Linked DNA regions of Mus musculus: all the other regions are linked to region 3. A link is a contact called in public HiChIP or PLAC-seq data. All regions are on one chromosome and are shown on one strand. The core of a region is the stretch at or near the end of the contact, and the rest is flanking DNA. Distances in the headings are between cores, read along the strand shown. Region 1 holds the start of Vdac3 (voltage-dependent anion channel 3). Region 2 holds the start of Plat (plasminogen activator, tissue). Region 3 overlaps Ikbkb (inhibitor of kappaB kinase beta).

Evidence for each region. HiChIP or PLAC-seq counts read pairs in DNA pulled down with a chosen protein or histone mark.
Region 1: a contact with region 3 is called in a CTCF HiChIP or PLAC-seq map of the NIH/3T3 cell line, with 9 read pairs. The contact joins the promoter of Vdac3 here to the enhancer-like site in region 3. A contact is called at or near these places in 1 of 39 promoter capture datasets (macrophages), 1 of 15 datasets of contacts at CTCF or cohesin (the NIH/3T3 cell line), 1 of 484 Hi-C or Micro-C datasets (CD8 T cells), 2 of 115 datasets of contacts at active chromatin or transcription factors (the 230-238 cell line and embryonic stem cells) and 3 of 9 other capture datasets (adipose tissue, liver and pancreatic islet).
Region 2: an H3K27ac HiChIP or PLAC-seq map of embryonic fibroblasts shows a contact between it and region 3, with 15 read pairs. The contact joins the promoter of Plat here to the enhancer-like site in region 3. A contact is called at or near these places in 9 of 39 promoter capture datasets (the 3T3-L1 cell line, the C10 cell line, embryonic stem cells and 3 more), 1 of 15 datasets of contacts at CTCF or cohesin (the NIH/3T3 cell line), 13 of 484 Hi-C or Micro-C datasets (the AML12 cell line, B cells, the C2C12 cell line and 5 more), 6 of 115 datasets of contacts at active chromatin or transcription factors (bone marrow-derived macrophages, double positive thymocytes, embryonic fibroblasts and 3 more) and 3 of 9 other capture datasets (adipose tissue, embryonic stem cells and liver).

The regions. Positions count from the first base shown.
Region 1 is chr8:22,591,378-22,595,085 of GRCm38.p6, forward strand. Vdac3 (voltage-dependent anion channel 3) reads right to left here and starts at 2,436. Exons shown (of 9, transcript NM_011696.2): 1 at 2,307-2,436.
Region 2 is chr8:22,756,004-22,759,633 of GRCm38.p6, forward strand. Plat (plasminogen activator, tissue) reads left to right here and starts at 1,719. Exons shown (of 14, transcript NM_008872.3): 1 at 1,719-1,825.
Region 3 is chr8:22,679,562-22,683,416 of GRCm38.p6, forward strand. It overlaps Ikbkb (inhibitor of kappaB kinase beta), which reads right to left. Exons shown (of 22, transcript NM_001159774.1): 6 at 3,165-3,253; 7 at 2,102-2,191. Among named protein-coding and RNA genes, the nearest start is that of Ikbkb, 25 kb to the right of the region's middle. Within about 2 kb of position 1,765, at least 15 of the 459 cell types and tissues checked have an H3K27ac peak or open chromatin away from gene starts, as enhancers often do. A contact at or near this core is called in the 230-238 cell line, the NIH/3T3 cell line, embryonic fibroblasts and 1 more, where this site is marked.

The sequences.
Region 1 (3,708 bases), core at 1,186-3,685, 88 kb before region 3:
GATACCTATGAATGTGACTCTATCTACAAAAAAGTAAACAGGAGATTTGAGGCTAGTGAGGTGGAATTAAGGCACTAACTGCCAAGACTCAGGACCTGAGTTCTGTCCCTCAGACACACTGGGTGGAAGGAGAGAACCAACTCCCACAAGTTGTCCTCTGACACAGCCAGTGGCATGCAGGCATCTAAACACATCAAACTAACTCTCTAATTTGGGGCTAAGATAGCTCAACGAGGTACAAATCACCAAACCTAACAACCTGATTCTGATGCCAGAACACATGGTTGGTTGAACCAACTCCCCTAAGTCATCCTCTGACCGGCACACAGGGGCAGAAGAAGCAAAAGCGTGCACAAGCGCAAGTGTGCAACACACATGAAATATATACATGAATAAAGACAAACAAAACACAGGGTGGATATGGGGAAACGTGACTTCAACCCCAGCACTCAGAGGCAGAGGCAGACACAATTTGTACATCTGAAGCAAGCTAGAGGTGCTACATAATGAGACTCTGAATAAAAATAAAAATTAAAAAAAAAAGCCTGACTGCGTGACCTTAATAGATGACAAAGTTGTTGACCATGAACTTTGTAGATGAAGTTGTGTCAGATCAACAGGTTGAACACATCTTCCAGTTACGATCACTATGCCTGAACTATGGACACTTTGCAAATCATTTAAATAACTACCCTGTATATTTATACTCAGTCAGTCCAACTCTTAATCCAATTCCTGCTAGGCTTTTGCCTATAAATAAACAGGGCCTTGGTTTATAGCCCAGGCTCACCTCAAACTTACTGTGTAGCAAGGTTGACCTCTCTCAACATATGATAGTCCTTAGCTTCCGGGGAGCTAGGATTATAGCTGTGTGCCACCATATTCAGCAAGACTTATGTCCTAACTGGAAAGTCATTGAAAATTTGTACCTGTCACATGCACACACTATGATATAAAGTTAAGAGGAAAGAGCATACAAAAAAAACATATATAAAGTCGGGGCAAAGGAGATGGCTCAATTGGCAAAGTGTCTGTCACACAAGCATGAGGAACTGCATATGAGGACCCACACAGCACTGGGGTAGGGAAAGTGCGGAGACAGGAAGACTTCTCAGTTCAGTGAGGAGACCTATACCCAACATCAACCACTGGACTCCACATGCATACGGATGTGCACACAAACGTGTACATACACCACATAAACAAGTTCACACACACACCCAAAATTTATAGAGAAATGGGGATGGCGTATGGGTAAAGCACTTATCTTACATAGAAGAGGATCTATAATTGATGCCACGGGTTTTATCCAAGGCATCAATCAAAAGGAAAAGTTAAGGAGTCAAGGCAAATGAGTGGTATTGATGTTCTACATCAATCTATAATAAAATTCTGCTCTATGTTACAGAGTTTGGAGTCCACTAGCAGGGTAATTTTACAGTCCCGGTAGTAATGTAAATCTTTTGCCATCATTCTAGGAGGGAGGAAACACAGGTCTTACGTATTCAGACAGAAACGTTTATACAGTTTTAGGTTTTCATACTGATCAGGGAGAAAATAAACCAAGGTGGTCGAAATGTCTAAGTGCTATTTACAAGCTGCGTTTAGCGTTTTTGATCCACTGTTTCTCAAAAATCATCACTTTGCAAAAGTCAAGTGGATAACTGAAGTCGTTCATGCCCAAACTGTCCCTTACTCGGACCCATGATTCTAATGGGAAATGCACTGCTGGTATGATCAAGCAAAAAAATCGAGAAAACCCGGACTCCATGTTACTCGAGAGTCAAGCTACAACCTCACAATCATCTTAGCGCTACAAGACAGCTATGCACCATGCCCTGAGGCTGCATTAGAGCCTGAGAGGACGACAAAAGGCACTAACTAGAGGAGACAGCTTCTCTTTTGTTCCTTGTTTCTGCTTTTTAAGATGCATGAAGAGCATCCACCCTTCGGCCGTCGGGAGTGCAAGACACGCCTGACAAGTGCTGGACACACCAGACAGCGGGGTGAGGACAGGGTCGGGTGTAGGTTTGGGGTTCCGGGACTCGTCCTCTCTAGAAACCGCCCGCCTTCCAGCCTGGCCCCGGGCAGACCGCCAGTGCGCACGCCGGGTGCGGCGGAAGGTCGCGGCCGGCCCAGGGCGGCGACTCCCGCCCTCAGGCGACCAACAGGGTCCGGGCAGCGGAGTCTCCCCTGCCTCGCCTCGCCCTAGGTCGGCGCCCCTCAGCTCCTCCTCCGTGGCCTCGGCCGGCTCCTCAGGCCCGCCGGCCATCCGCCCACCCGGCCCGCGGCAGCGGTCGCCTCACCTACAACCCGAGGGTGGGCCCGTCCCGCTCCACCAAGGCAACGCTGAAGGTCTTCTCGAACCAACGCCGTCTGCGCCTGCGCGACCTCGCTCCCCCGCCGCGCCTGTGCGCCTGCGCGCCCGTCGTCCCCCAGCGCGAGTGCGCGCGGCGCGGCGCCGCGCCTCAGACCAGACGTGCAAGGGGCCCCGCGGCGGGCGCCTAGGCCAACTGTCCGGCTGCGCGTGCGCGGGCGAGTGCGCGGGCGCAGTGGGGGCCCTGCTGGCGGGTGACCGGCGCGGGGTGGTGTGGAAATGGCCGAAAGGCCTTTGAGGACCTTTGCTGGGCCGGGAGGCGCGGCTCTCGCGAGAATGTGCCAAAGCCGTAGCTACTGTCCCCTGAAGGGGCGCGGGCGGGCAGGGCGCCAGCAGAGACCCAGGGCGGGCTCTGCGGACGCGAGCTGCCAGCCAGAGTGTCGCTCCCAGACCCTGCCACCCTCTCTATGGTGGATGACTTGCAGGTCTTTATGGGAACTTCGTCCCAGGTCAACTGTAATTTTAAAATGTGAGTCTTCTCAGTTGGAACGATGAGAGAAAACCCAGGCCCTAGAGGTTAGGCGACTGCGGGCTTCTAGAGCATGCAAGTTAATTCAAGAGAGAGAGAGGATGGAGAGAGAGCTCTTCTTAGAAGAGAAATCAATGTCGCAGGAATTGTGCAAGGAACACACCACTGCTTTAGAGCCACCTTAGTGACAACCGATTCCCCAGCAAACGGTTAAGGAGATCCCGATGGTTCCCAGGACTCACTCACTCCGCGGATTATTTACTGAAGAGGAAAGGACCTTCACAGCCAGAAAATCGCCTTCACCAAGTGACTAAAGCTAACTTCAGGTGCCCTGTCATTCACAGAAAGGGACACAAGTCGATATTCTTATATTCTTGGTTGTGAACCTAGCCTTTAACGGCTGAGCCATCTCTCCAGCCCACGAGTCAGTATTCTTAACAAAGCATGTAATTTGTCTATGGGCGAGAAAGCAAATCCAAATTAAGGGACGTTCTGCGAAGCAACTGCTCAATCTTCAATGTCATGAAAGATGAAGAAAAGGGTTTAAGAACAAAAAGATGTAATGCTAAAGTGTTTTTGTGAGTCTCAGTTGGACTGTGGATAAAACAAAAGGGCTATTGAACACAACCAAGCAACTGAGGAGATTTGAGTAAACTACACTAGTACACTAGTACTAGAGCAACGTAGAATCTGAGGGTACTGTGCCTTGGTTATGTACAAATGGCCTTTTTGGAAATATTTGTTGATGTTTCTACCGCTAACTCTTTTTATTGAAAATAATTTTTCATACACTATATCCCGGTCATGTTTCCCCACCCCCAGCTCCTCCCAGATTCCCCCAACCACCTGACTCCATGCCTTC
Region 2 (3,630 bases), core at 469-2,968, 76 kb after region 3:
AGTCCCTCACCACCTCAGCATTTGTTAATAGCCCATCCCTGTGTCCTCGGGGAGAAATGGGGCAGGGAGATGCAGGTCTATGAGCCTTGGGCCTTAATAGGGTCTAATTTCAGGGCAGGACCAGCCATGGCATGCATGAGGAGTCCCTACATCCCAGCAGTGTATTCCCAATAATGCCATCTGGATATTTACCTCATTTGTCCTTAAAAGCTGATCCCCTTTTAAAGGAGATGCTTTTAGTCTGTACACAGAGCACCTGCCTCCTGGTTAATAGCTGTGTTGTCAGCTTCTTGCCCACTTCTCTTTCCTTGGGCTATCCTGGGAATCACATCACTTCTTAATTAGTTTTCTCATCATGGTTTTTGTCCTGATACCTCGTCAGCTGTCCACTTCCATTGCCCCCAACAAAGGGATCATTAAGCCAACTCTCTGCCCCCACAGGTGACACACACTACAGAGAGGACCCCCATTGCAGAAGCTAGCCTTAGGAACTCTTTCTTCAGCACTTCATTTTCTTATCCATCTGCCCCCAAGTTATTGTACTTGGAGCCCTTTGGAGCAAAGGGCTCCTAGGCAAGTTTCCCAGGATGTGATATCATTAAGATTTATTTTCACTCCCCCCACCCCACCCCCCTGCAATCCTTTGACTAAAATCAAAGTTCCCATTGTTATGGTATCAGCTTCCCATTTGTATTTCTGGCTCTTCAGTCTTGCTTCCCACCCCCCCCCACCCCCACCCCCCGGAGTCTGACAGGGGAAACAGACTCACAGGTGGTAGAAACACAAAAGCTGGGGTTTCGGAGGATGTGTGTGTGTGTGTGTGTGTGTGTGTGTGTGTGTGTGTGTGTTTATGGAGGGGAGTGTGCATTTAGCAAAACTCAGGGCACCTGTGATTACTGAGAAACCCTCCTCTCAGCTCCACGCCAGCCGAGATTGACAGAGGCCACTCGCCCACCCCTCTGATGTGCAAGCAGCTGCAGATGAAGACTAAACTGGAATTTTGGGTGACCTGGTGCCCCGAGACTGCCGAGGCTTTGGTAGGTTGTGAAAGGGTCATCAGAATAGTAGTTTTCAGGAGCTTTTATTGTCTGCCTCCGGGGTGTGGGGCTTAGAAGAAGGATGGCTTAGGATAGAATTTCAGGGTGCTGAGGCTGAGAGACCTGCCCATTTCCCCACTTTTCTCAATTCTCTGAGAGATCTCTGCTGAGATGCCGCAGAGAAGCACCTCAGTCTAGGAGAGCAGGTCAGAGGTAGGGAGCGCACCAAAAGTCATGTGCGTTCTATCTCCAGTCACACCCAACCCAGCTTATCATCATCTGCCCGGCCAATTAATTGCCCACGTGTCCTGAGGGGTAGTTGCTTCAAATTCCAGAAGACCTCTCCCCCATCCCCAACTGGGCGGGGCTGTTTAGAACTATAAACTCATGGGTCAAGACAGGAGCTTAGAGCAGCAGATCCTTACAGTTCCTTTTAGGCCTTTGAGACCGGGGTTTTAAAACAGGATGAGTCTTAAGTCCCCTCCAACTCTGAAAATTCCTGTGATTCGATGACATCAGTACGGTGAATAATCAAACTGGCGGCAAGCCAAGACTGGCTGTGCTCCTCCGCGCGCACTTCCTCCCCCTCCTTAGAGACACCGGCTGCTCCATTGGCTCCTCAGTCCACCCACCAGCAGAGGAGAAACCCCGCCCACACCTCTGGCCCCACCCCTTCTTCATCCTTCAAATTGGCTGGAGCTGTTCAGGGAGACAGAGCCTGCAGGAACTCAAGAGCTCAGCGTCAAGGAGAGGCCCCTGCAAGAGTGGGAAAGAAGCAAGCACTCTCGGTAAGTTAATTTCTGCCGGTATCTAACAGCTGACTCTTCTTCTGTCCCTTTAAAGTCTTTGGGGGCAAACTGAGCCAGTGAAGGGATGCTTAATGGAAGCACAGACAGAGGACCAGCCAGCATCATCCAGGGTTCTTTGCAATGACCCTGGGTAAGCTGAGGTGAGAGGGAGAGAATGGGAGAGAGGTGTCTCTTGCAGAAGTTTTGCTTGCACAGGGGAGAAAGCAAACAGAATGACTCCGGTTCTTTCAACAGACAATGGGAGCAGCACTAACGGGCAGTAACTAGATTCAGCTGCCTTCCTGAGCTGAGAAGCCAGAGTTGTATGGCTACCTTCTGACCAAGGAACACACTAAAAAACAGGCTGGGCATCAAGGAGGGGGCATTTTGCCTGGGCAGCATGATTAACTAGGCTGGCAGAGAGAAGCTGAGATTTTTAGGAACCTCTCATTACTAGTGGGAGTCAGGATGCAAAACCTCTCGTCTCTCGGGAGTTCATCGCATCCTCTCTTCCGTTCTTCCAGTCAATCTCACCCTTGGACATCAAGCACAGATGTGTTTGCTTTTTCATGCTGCAGCTGGAAGAGTCTAAAGGCTCTCTGGATTCCTTCAGGACCTTTGTTTTCTTAACCTCACAGAAACAGCGGGAGGATGGATGGAGTGGGGGGAGGGAGAGATGGTGTGGGCGTGGGAGGAAAGTATGCAGCGCTCCAAGATAACTAAGGACGAAGCTTCAGTGCAAAGAAAAGCAGTAGCAATGCTTTAATTTGATGGCCAGCTTAGAATGATGCCGTGGTCTTCCGCAGCTGATAATGGGGCAGGGGCATATACAAAAAACGTGTGTCTGTTGTGGTGGTGGATATTTAACAATCCTGCGAGCGCGTCACAAATACAACTGGAGTACACTTACAGAAAAATACAGCTAGGGATTTTCACTGAGATCCAGACGTGGCCTGTCCAGAACAAATCTATGCAGGTCAGTGGAAGGTAGAGTGGGCACAGCCAGTGAGGGTTAAATAATATTCAGCCCCAGACCAGATACTGGAAACACTATAATGTAAACAGTCCCTCTGACCATCCTGTTCAATCCACCTAAAGTGTTTTTAGGAGAGCCAGCCTGTATCCTGGCAGGGGCAGTACTAGCTGCACCCCCCCACCCCGGACCAACTGGATTAGGACGGAGTTTCCAGGACACCCCCAGATTATTTGGAAAGTCTCCTGTGAGTTCTACAGCAGCTGGCCTGCTCTCTCCCAGACCCAGGATGCTTGATGCAGCCGGGAGGAGCAGAGGAACATCTATATTTCCGCTAAGGCTTTGGGGACTGAAGCTGCACACATCAAGACTGCTCACTGAGCAGGGTGCTCGGCCAAAGCCAGAGAGTGACTCAGAGTTGCCTGCCAGGCTCGTGGACTGGAAAGACTGGTGTGAGGGTTGTAAGGTGAAAACACATGTGCTCGTCCTCCATCTAATGGTGGAGGCTGCAAACACGGCTTATCAGCCACAGTTAATAGACTTAACGCCATTCACAGTGTAAAGTTCACACACATCCCGAGACACCAGGTCTCTGTGAGTGGGAGCCTTTGGTGGTCTGAGCTGAAACAGTGCAATCTGAGTTCTGGCAGCTGTGCATCTATTGTCTCAGAATAGCTTTTTTTGTTTCTTTTTTTTTTTTCTCTTGGGTGTCAGAAAATGCTGCAGGAAGCAACTAAATGCAGAAACCAAGAACTGAAGGCCAGCTTTGAGCTGGCCATGGGATAGGTCTCACTTCAAACCCAGTCGGGTGCTGACGACCCAGATTTCTAGA
Region 3 (3,855 bases), core at 515-3,014:
AAAAGACCATACATGATCTACATGGGCAGGCAAGACTCACAGAAGGGCCAGGGAGTCAAAAGCAAGAGAGATTTGGACAAAAATTTAGCTCAGTCTCTAGACATGGCCGCGGCTGACATGTGGACAGCTTCACTCAGCGTCTTGAGTGGGACACAGAGGAAATCTGAGTGAATGTGTGCTGCTGACGTGGGCACTGCCGTGTCAAGGACCACAGCCTCAGGCCCACGGGGAAATGGCAAAGCCCTGCCCACAGCGGTAAGGATCAGAGATGGCAGAGCTTTCCTAGGGGGTCCATGCATGACTGCTGAAAGTGTGTGCAGGAAAGGTATATTACAGCCCCCCCCCCCAACACTGACAGCTCAGAGACCGCTCCTCTCCATCGAGACTCCTATGAAGATTGGCTAGACCCAAACCCATCTCCGAGACCCCACCTCCTTGTTCAGTGAATAACCTTGCCTCTCTGCTATAACGCAGGGAGCTTCAGAGGTGCCTGTCAGTCAGCCGTGGCTTCATTCTCTTGCCAGCCCTCAAGTCCCAGGAGCCAGGCAAGCATTCGTCCGTGACGGTTAGAGCATGGGTTCACGTCACTTAATTGATGCTGAGCTACATTGGACCCCAGAGGGTACACAGCAGGAAGTAGATAATTACATCATATGGAGACAAGGCCTGAATAATGTCACTGTGGTCACTGTTGAGAAAGCTGCATCCATACAGTAGGAGAGGAACAGGGAACCGAGTACGCTAGTTGGTAGGCTGGGTGGGAAACACGACTGGATTCAGGAAAACAGCATAATTTCTTCCTTAAGAAATAGGATGCTGAAGCTCATTCAGCCCTGAGAATCTGACCTGTTTCCGTTCACGGAACTGCAGATTCTACCATTCAATCACAGGCTGATGGCTGTTATCACCCGTAAGTGAGCTACTACTAAGTCTTCCTTAGAGTCTCTGTTATCTACTGCCACCCCTGACTTTTTTTTTTTAAAGATGGGATCTCACTGTGTAGTCCAGGCTAGCCCCAAGCCTGTTCTTTTCTTGCCTCTACCATCCAAGTACTTGGGTTGTAGGTAAGTGCTGAGATGACGGGTGTGTAACGCAGTGTCCCAGCCTGGTGAGCACTTCCTGAGTTTAGTCGCTCTCTACCTCTCTCCTCTCCTCGAGCAGATGTGCAGGTGTCGAGGTTCTCCTGTTGGGTACAATTCCTCTCCTCGTCATCCTTCGAGGCTAGCTTCTCCAGTGTGAGGCCCTTCAATGCTATTCCAGGGTTTTTACAACACAGTTTAAAACTTTTAAGGCCAGTTTTAAAAAGATGGCAATAATCTGCCCCTTTTTTCTCCCCAGTTTCACCTCCAGACACTGTCTTTGTTTTCTGAGCCCCTGTCTGCCACCCGACTACATCTTCCAATGGCATATCCAATAGGATATGCCAAGGAGATCTACTACACTTCTGCCGGCATCGCCTCTCCCTTCCTTCCACAGCCGACTCCCACTTTAGCCCTTTGCCTTTAGGCCGAGACTTAGTTAGGTGCTCCCTGTATACATCCTTAGACACAATGCGCATTTTTTTGTTTTTAATCAGTGGTACCCAAGACAATGGTGTTTTCTGTATTATCTGTGTATCACGGTAACAAATGTCTGTTTTCTTTAGTTTTTCCTCAAATGCCAAGCGCTTGATGATCTGAAAATGTTTCTCTCTCTTCCTGTTGTAATACCAGCTCTGAGTACAATCTCTGGCACATGATATTCCTGATGAATGAGTCGCTCAGATAATATTCCATTATTCAGACCCCATGACACACAGAAGGGAAATCACAGCCCCACCTCTTCCTCCCTGGCTCCCGAGACCCTCCAAGAAACTCAGCCTCTACAGATGATCAGATAAGACCCCGTGGCACACAGAGGTTCCAGGCTCTTCCTAAAGGCACACAGACACAGCCCTTCTCACAACAGTCTTTCCAGAGGGCACAAGACATTCACAAGTAAATTACCAATTCTAAATATCCATGGAGCCGGCAAGACTGAGACACAGGTAGGAAGGACAGACAGACCCACAAATACAAATATCAGCGATCAGAGAAGCAAACACTGGAGCCCCATTTCTTACCAGGTATTGCAGAGTCCCCACAAATGACGTGCACAGACTGCCCTGATCCAGCTCCTTGGCATATCCTAGATCAATAATTTTGTGTATTAACTGGAAAAAAGAAGGGAGGGGAGGGGTGGGGAGAAGAAATCTGAAGGCTGTAAGAAGGCAGTTTGCCATCGGAGCAAAGACATTCCTGAGTTCCCAAAGGACACTGGTCCCTAAACATCTTAGAGCCACAGCATTCACGGGAGAGTACCCTCAGCATAGTAGATTTGGGGCACTATAAATGTTGGGCAGATACTTTTCTTGGTCTGCCACCAATCAATTAAGAACCTACATATCATCCCTCAGGATCACTAAGCCTGGATTGGCAATGTGAGAGGCCAGGCCAGCCCCTGCTCAGGAGATATCCAGGATTACTGGAAGGATGATAGCTCCATGAGCCTGCCACAGTCACGGGCTGGGCTGGGAATTGTGAGGGAGGCTGACTCCTGGCTGAACAGAGCTGGGAAAACTACAGCATCCAAGCCCATGGAGAGGCTATGATCACACTTGAGTAGGGCAGCCATTGAGAAGAAGGGCTACAGATAGTTCGTGTGCGATGGCAAGCTGGACCATGTCCAAGATGGGCCGATGCCGGCTCTTCGTGTCTCTTCTCGGCCATATCCACAGCCAACGTCAGCTCATTTCAGCTCACCAAAAGATGAGGCTCACAAGTCAAACGGGAAAAAAGTCTCTTTCCAAGACGTGTTAGGTTGAGGGTGGACATGAATTAACAAACATTGTGTCCCTTATCAGGTTCCTCTGACTTAGCCAGTTAACAATGTACTACATTCAGAGCTGGAGAAAATAAAGATGAAAATAAAACTCCAATGTTATACTTCTAAGCTTGCCTCAATCTGCTTGCACTGCTGTTTCAAGAAAAACAAAAGAAAGAAAAAAAAAAGGTTCTTAAGAGAACCAGAGTGCCTCAGGGAAATACAGAAACAGGCAGCTTCCAAAGCACACACATCCCTTTCATGTGTGCCAGAGCAGCCCACATGGCCCTTGAGATGCTCTGAGACCCGGGGACGCCACTCACTCTTTTCTCTCCTTGCTGCAGAACGATGTTTTCTGGCTTCAGGTCTCGATGGATGATTCTGTTTTCGTGAAGGTATCTAAGAGCCGATGCTGAGGAAGAGCAACGGGGAGTGATGTTTTATTATGTCTAGAAAAGAGTTATTTTTGTGTGTGTGTGTGGTTTTTTTTTTTTTTTTTTTTTTGTCTCAGAATTGACTAGCCTGCAAGAGACAATACGGTGTGTCTTGTCTTGACACATTTTCTGACTTTTGAGTAGCCTGTGGCTGACACTGTTCATGTTGGGTGAAGGAGACCAGGACAAGAGAGTAGAATTCTAACTGTGAGATCCTGACACACCCACTGATGGTGCAGTTCAGCTAGTATGGTGTTCTCCCAGTGTGAGGTTTTGTATATCCTTGGACCAGGGAGAGGCACCATCTGGAGGTGTGGCCTTGTTGGAATAGGTGTGACCTGGTTGGAATGGGTGTGTCACTGTGGGTGTGGGCATAAGATCCTCACCCTAGTTGCCTGGAAGTCAGTCTTCCACTAGCAGCCTTTGGATGAAGACAGAACTCTCAGCTCTTCCTGCACCATGCCTGCCTGGATACTGCCATGCTCCCACCTTGATGATAATGGACTGAACCTCTGAACCTGTAAGCTAGCCCTAATTAAATGTTGTTTTTTATAAGACTTGCCTTGGTCATGATGTCTGT